Linked DNA regions of Ovis aries: region 1 is linked to region 2. The links are chromatin contacts, called in public Hi-C maps. All regions are on one chromosome and are shown on one strand. Each heading gives the region's core, a stretch centred on a gene start, on an enhancer-like site or on the middle of the called end of the contact. The rest is flanking DNA. Distances are from core to core; before and after follow the strand shown.

Region 1 (3,041 bases), core at 14-2,513, 160 kb before region 2:
TTCATTGGAGGCCAGAGGAGGAGGAAACCTCCTTATGGAAAGAGATGGCGTAGTTTGGCATTGAGTTCTCTCTCCTTGCTTAAAAGATCCAGGCTGTGCTTTTTGAAAGCTTCAGACTGCAGCCTGAGTTCATCATAGGCGGCCTGGATGCCATCCACCCTGCGCTGTAGCTCCCTGACTCGCAAGTTGCTGTTCACGGCCACGGCCTCTTGCTCAAAGCGCTCGAGCGCGTGCCTCTTGGCCACGTCGGCCATCTGCAGCTTCTCCTCCAGCTGGCAGATCTCCGCTTGCTTTTTCTGAAGCACCTTGCCCCTCTCTACGGACAGCAGCAGCAGCTCCTCTTTCTCCCGAGTGACGGTCTGCAGCCGGGCCCGCAGCTCCTGGTTCCGCTGGCTGTGTGCCTGCTCGGCCTTGGCCGTCTGCTGCAGGGCCTCCTGCTGCTGCTGCTGGAGGCTCTGCAGCTGCATGCGCAGCTGCTCGGTCTCTTCAGTGTGGGCGCAGGCCTGCCGGTTCTGCAGCTCCAGCAGCTCCTGCTCTCGGGCCTGGGCCTGGCAGACATCCTGGGCGTACTTCCGTTGCAGGGTCTCCAGCTCCTTGGCGAGGGCCTCGCTCCGGGCTGTGAGCTGCACCACTTTGGCCTCCTGGGCCTTCAGCGCTGGGCTGAAAAGCTGGTCATTCTCCAGCCTCAGCTTCTCGTTCTCCTCCCGCAGCTTGGCGTTCTGCCTTTTGTGTTCATCCTTGAAGCGGATCATCAACTCGTGGTTGGAGGCCAGGGTCATAAAGCGTTCCTCCAGCTTCTGGGCCTGCTGAGTTTTGGCCTTCAGCTCCTCGGCCTCCAGCAGCCTCTTCTCCTCCAGCTCGGTGTTGAGCAGTTCCAGGGTCTGGCAGCGCTCCAGGGCCTCATCGGATCTCCGCTTCAGGATGCAGATGAGCTGGGACTGCTCCTGGATGCGGGAACACAGCATCGCCCGCTCACTCTTGTCCTCCTCAGACAGCCCCCGGAGGTTCGCCAAGGCTTCCCTCAGATCATCCAGCTCCTTAAACTCCATCTCCTCTTCCTGGACTTCCAGTTTTCTGTTTTGCTTATCTAAGGGTTCTTCAGAGGGTGGGGTGTCCATCCTGGGATCCGACTCTTCCTGAGGCATTGGCACGCTCCTCTACTGACTGCACCCCACCTTCCAGGTTTCAAAAGCCAAGGTGTTGCTAGGGGCTCCTGGCAATCTCCGGCAGTTGCTTGTGCACCCAGTAAGGAGCCCTGTGATTGGTGGACCGGTCTTCAGGCTGCTGTGGAGTAACAACAGGAGGGAGTCCAGAGCCAATCAGGTCAGGTTATGCTTGCCTTTCTAGCTAATCACAGCCCTCCGCTAACAGCCCAGGCTCTGGTATGTACTAAACCGAGATGCCAAGCCCACTTGATTTCCAGCCAGCATCAGGGGAAGAAACCTGACTCTACCTAATCTCTTGTGGGAGTAAACAAATCAAGCAGTGGTGACATAGTCCTCCTCCCTGTCCCCACTTCAGTGGTCATGAGAATAAAGTCCTCTCCGTGGAAACCATTGGCTCTGTAAAGAAATTTGTAATCTATAAATACAAAGTAGCAGGATGACCCTGCGAACAAGGATCCTAAACGGCTGTGACTTTGTACCTGTAGTGATTAACACAGCTCAGTGAAAGAACAAACCCCAGGGAAATGTATCTTGTTTCTTGAAGCACTGTTCCCAGCTGGGAATATATTTATTAGCTAGCACTCCCTTTTTACCTTTTAACACAATAGGGTTACAGAGAAAAGCTTAATGGACAATATAGGCATGATAAACATTAAGACACACACACACAAAAGTTCAAATGAGGCTTACCTTATACACACCAAAGTCAGTTTCAGATGGATTAAACACCTGAAATGTTTAATGTTAAACGTAAGGACTAAAACGAAAACAAAATATTAAACATGGAAGGATGTCCCTGGTGGACTGCGGTTAAGAATCTGCCTTGCAATGCAGGGGACTAGGGTTTGATCCCTGGTCGGGCAACTAAGCCCCTGAACAACAACTACTGAGCCCACGGTGCCTCAACTAGAGAGAAGCCCGAACGTGGTAACAAAGAACCTGTGCTCTGCCATGAAAAGACCCCTATGCCACAATGAAGATCCTGCATGCTGCAACTAAGACCCGACAGAGCCAAAAATAAAATACTGTTTTAAAATGGAAACTAGAGGAAAACAAAGGTAAGCATTGAAGCGCTGGGTGAGGAAGGACTTTCTTAGCCTACCTATTATGTCGTGTCATCGCTCAGTCGTGTCCGACTCTTTGTGATCCCATGGACTGCAGCCTATGGGGCTCCTCCATCCATGGGATTTTCTAGGCAAGAGTACTGGAGTGGGTTGCCATTTCCTTCTCTAACATATTATGTAAGAGACGAATAAGGTAAAGCTTAATTGGACTAAGTTGAACATCCAAAAGATAAAAAAGTTATATATAATTTAAAAACCTGTGAGACTCTGATGTCTCTCTAGTCTTTTCTTCCTCTGGACCTGCCTGCTGCTTTATTCCCTAACCTAACCTAGCTATTGAAGTTTCCTTAGTTGGCCCTGTTGGTGTCCCCTCTGCCTGAAATGCTTTTTTCCTACCTTGTTGCTTTAGTCATTAACTCTGCATTTTGCACTCAGTTAGGAAGCACCTCCTTCATGAAACCTTTCCTGGCACCTACTGCATGTACATACATGACCACTCACCACTTTTAGAGCAGTCACTCTCGCCTATTTGGACTTCTAACAGAGCATTTAAAAGCCTTATTGCACTCATCATTTATGCCCCTGCCTCCTACTATTAAACTCTGAGATCCTTAAGGGTAGGGCCTGTGTCTGTTTCATCCTTAATGATTAGATCAATGCCTTGGGGAGACTCAGATGTGTGTGTTGGATGGATGTTGAAGTCAAAAATCAAATGGAGAAAAACATTCACCATAAATATGACAGACAACAGATTTACTTTTTTACAAAGAGCCTGTACAAATCAATAAAGTGTTAACATCTTAAAAGAGAA
Region 2 (3,164 bases), core at 534-3,033:
AAACCTGCACCGTTGTGGGAACTTGCATTCTTATTGTTTGTGGGAAACCTTTGTGACTGCTATTCCCAGGTGGTGCCAGTGGTAAAGAAACCGCCTGCCAATGCAAGGGATGCAAGAGACGCGGGTTCGATCCCTGGGTCAGAAAGATCCCCTGAAGAAGGAAATGGCAACCCACTCCAGTATTCTTGCCTGGAAAATTCCGTGGACAGAGGAGCTCAGTGGGCTACAGTCCACGGGGTCGCAAGATTTGGACACGACTGAGCGACTGAACACAGGCACACACCTTACTCTTCTTTGAAACACCCCTTCAGTGCTTTGGGAAACAACTTCAGAGAGAACGTAACAGGAAGGGCCCGACTTCGATTCATTCACCTCTGCGATTTCTCGGTCGCCAGCCAGTCCAGTCACCTGCAGTGGAGAGCTTCACGTGGCCCCAGCGTCCGTCAGTCAGGCCATCTCAGTCTCTTTGCTATCTGTTCCCCAGCCTCCAGCCTCTCCCCACGCCATTCCCTCTAAACATCACCGTTCCACATCTCGCTTGGCAGCCGTGCTTTCAGCTTGCTGGGAAGTCTCTCCTCACGGCCCAACAGTGCCCGCAGGAGCAAGTCCACGCTCCGGGAGGCCGCCTTCATAGGCTCCACCTGCTCGTCCTGCTGCTGAGGAGCAGCTGGGAGCCAGCTTCCAGGGCTGAGCCCGGCTCCGCCTGGGTGGGCTCTGGGCGTTTCGAGCTCCCTGGCGCTGGCACAGCGTGTGGAGTGGCCGGGGACTAGACGAAAGACATCAGGACCATACTGGTCGCAAGGGGATGCAAACGCACACCCTAAGCTTTGTCTGTTGCTGTTGTTTAGTCACCCAGTCGTGTTCGACTCTTTGCAGCCCCATGGACTATATAGCCCACTAGGCTCTTCTGTCCATGGAAATTTCCAGGCCAGAGTTCTGGAGTGGGTTGCCATTTCTTTACTCTAGGGGATCTTCCCGACCCAGGGATCAAACCTGCATCTCCTGCCTGGCAGGTGGATCCCTTACCACCTGGGAAGTTTTACTTAGAAAGTCTAAGTAGGCCTTTTGTTGGCATTATTAAGAAATGTCAGTGATGTATGTGAGTGTGGGGATTCAGACTTAACAATAGTTAGAGCTTTTGTTGCTGCCTGTGTTAATTTTTTTTTTTTTTTTTTTGTCAAATACAAAACATGATGTGACTGGGTTCCTTTCTGAAAGGATCATATTTCACTTATCCAAACATTCACTAAATATCTCTTGAGCACCTATCACATATCTGGCTCTGTGCTAAGCCCTGGTGGTACCCTGGGGAAGCGGAGAGGTGCTGTGCTACGCCCTTACAGAGCTAACAGATGAGTCGATGACTCGGGCCAGGGCGAGGAGAGCCACGAAGAGGAGATGAGACGCCTTCCGGGAGCCGTGGGGACACGGCTGGCCCGCCCGCGTCCGCTCAGCACCCACCAGGCAGACGCAAGGCTCCTTCCCCGCAGGAGCGCCTCTGACCACAGGGAACAGGAGCTCGGCCCTCTCCCGGCGCAGGCTTAACTGCGGGGGAGTCAGGGCCCCGGGGGGCTGCCCCGGGGGCAAAAGAGGACTGAGAACTAATCACCCCGCTCCCCCCTGGGGCAACCTCCGACAGCTCTGAGGCTCTTCTCTGCCGCCTTAGCTGGAGCTGCCAGTACAAAATGCCAAAAACAGCAGCATTTTTTCTCACAGTTCTGAGAAGCTGGGTGGCTGAGATTAGGCTGCCAGCATAGCTGGTTTCCTGTGAAGCCTCTCTTCCTGGCGTGTGGGCAGCCACCAGATCTCTGTGTGTGCACGTGACCTCTTGTGTGACCCCAGAGGGAGACACACAGAGAGGTCTCCAGTGTTTTCCTTATTTTTTTTTTAAGTATAGTTGCTTTACAATGTTTTATTACTTTCTTCTGTAAAGTGAATTGGCCACGTGTGTGTGTGTATATATATATATGGGCTTCCCTGGTGGCTCAGCTGGTATCCGCCTGCAATATGGGAGACCTGGGTTAGATCCCTGGGTTGGGAAGATCCCCTGGAGAAGGGAAAGGCTACCCACTCTAGTATTCTGGCCTGAGAATTTCATGGACTGTATAGTCCATGGGGTCATAAAGAGTCATACACGACTAAGCAACTTTCACCTCATATATATATATATAATATTTATTTAAATATAAAATATATTTATCATATTGATTTTTTAATATATTTATATACATATATCGCCTCTTCCTTGGAATTCCCTTCCCATTTAGTCAGAACAGAGCAATGAGTGGAGTTAGGTTCTCATTAGTTATCTATTTTATACATTCAGTTCAGTTCAGTTCAGTCGCTCAGTCGTGTCCGACTCTTTTCAATCCCATGAATCGCAGCACTCCAGGCCTCCCTGTCCATCACCATCTCCCGGAGTTCACTCAGACTCACGTCCATCGAGTCAGTGATGCCATCCAGCCATCTCATCCTGGGTCGTCCCCTTCTCCTCCTGCCCCCAATCCCTCCCAGCATCAGAGTCTTTTCCAATGAGTCAACTCTTTACATGAGGTGGCCAAAGTACAGGAGTTTCAGCTTTAGCATCATTCCTTCCAAAGAAATCCCAGGGCTGATCTTCTTCAGAATGGACTGGTTGGATCTCCTTGCAGTCCAAGGGACTCTCAAGAGTCTTCTCCAACACCACAGTTCAAAAGCATCAATTCTTTGGTGCTCAGCCTTCTTCACAGTCCAACTCTGACATCCATACATGACTACTGGAAAAACCATAGCCTTGACTAGACAGACCTTATTCAGCAAAGTAATGTCTCTGCTTTTGAATATGCTGTCTAGGTTGGTCATAACTTTTCTTCCAAGGAATAAGCGTCTTTTCATTTCATGGCTGCAATAACCATCTGCAGTGATTTTGGAGCCCAAAAAAATAAAGTCTGACACTGTTTCTACTGTTTCCTCATCTATTTCGCATGAAGTGATGGGACCAGATGCCATGATCTTCATTTTCTGAATGTTGAGCTTTAAGCCAACTTTTTCACTCTCCTCTTTTACTTTCATCAAGAGGCTTTTAGTTCCTCTTCACTTTCTGCCATAAGGGTGGTGTCATCTGCATATCTGAGGTGATTGATATTTCTCCCGGCAATCTTGATTCCAGCTTGTGTTTCCTCCAG

The links. A called contact is a pair of places that touch in the nucleus more often than the background predicts.
Region 1: a contact with region 2 is called in a Hi-C map of mesenteric adipose tissue, with 3 times the contacts expected there. The contact joins the promoter of CCDC89 here to the enhancer-like site in region 2. A contact is called at or near these places in 12 of 16 Hi-C or Micro-C datasets (blood, hypothalamus, liver and 6 more).

The regions. Positions count from the first base shown.
Region 1 is chr21:9,396,156-9,399,196 of ARS-UI_Ramb_v3.0, reverse strand. It overlaps CCDC89 (coiled-coil domain containing 89), which reads right to left and starts at 1,263. Exons shown (of 1, transcript XM_012101644.5): 1 at 1-1,263. The coding sequence starts at 1,145. The coding sequence ends at 33.
Region 2 is chr21:9,235,625-9,238,788 of ARS-UI_Ramb_v3.0, reverse strand. The region is part of intron 13 of LOC121817498 (a long non-coding RNA gene); the gene reads right to left. Among named protein-coding and RNA genes, the nearest start is that of CCDC83, 13 kb to the right of the region's middle. Within about 2 kb of position 1,783, at least 9 of the 54 cell types and tissues checked have an H3K27ac peak or open chromatin away from gene starts, as enhancers often do. A contact at or near this core is called in liver, where this site is marked.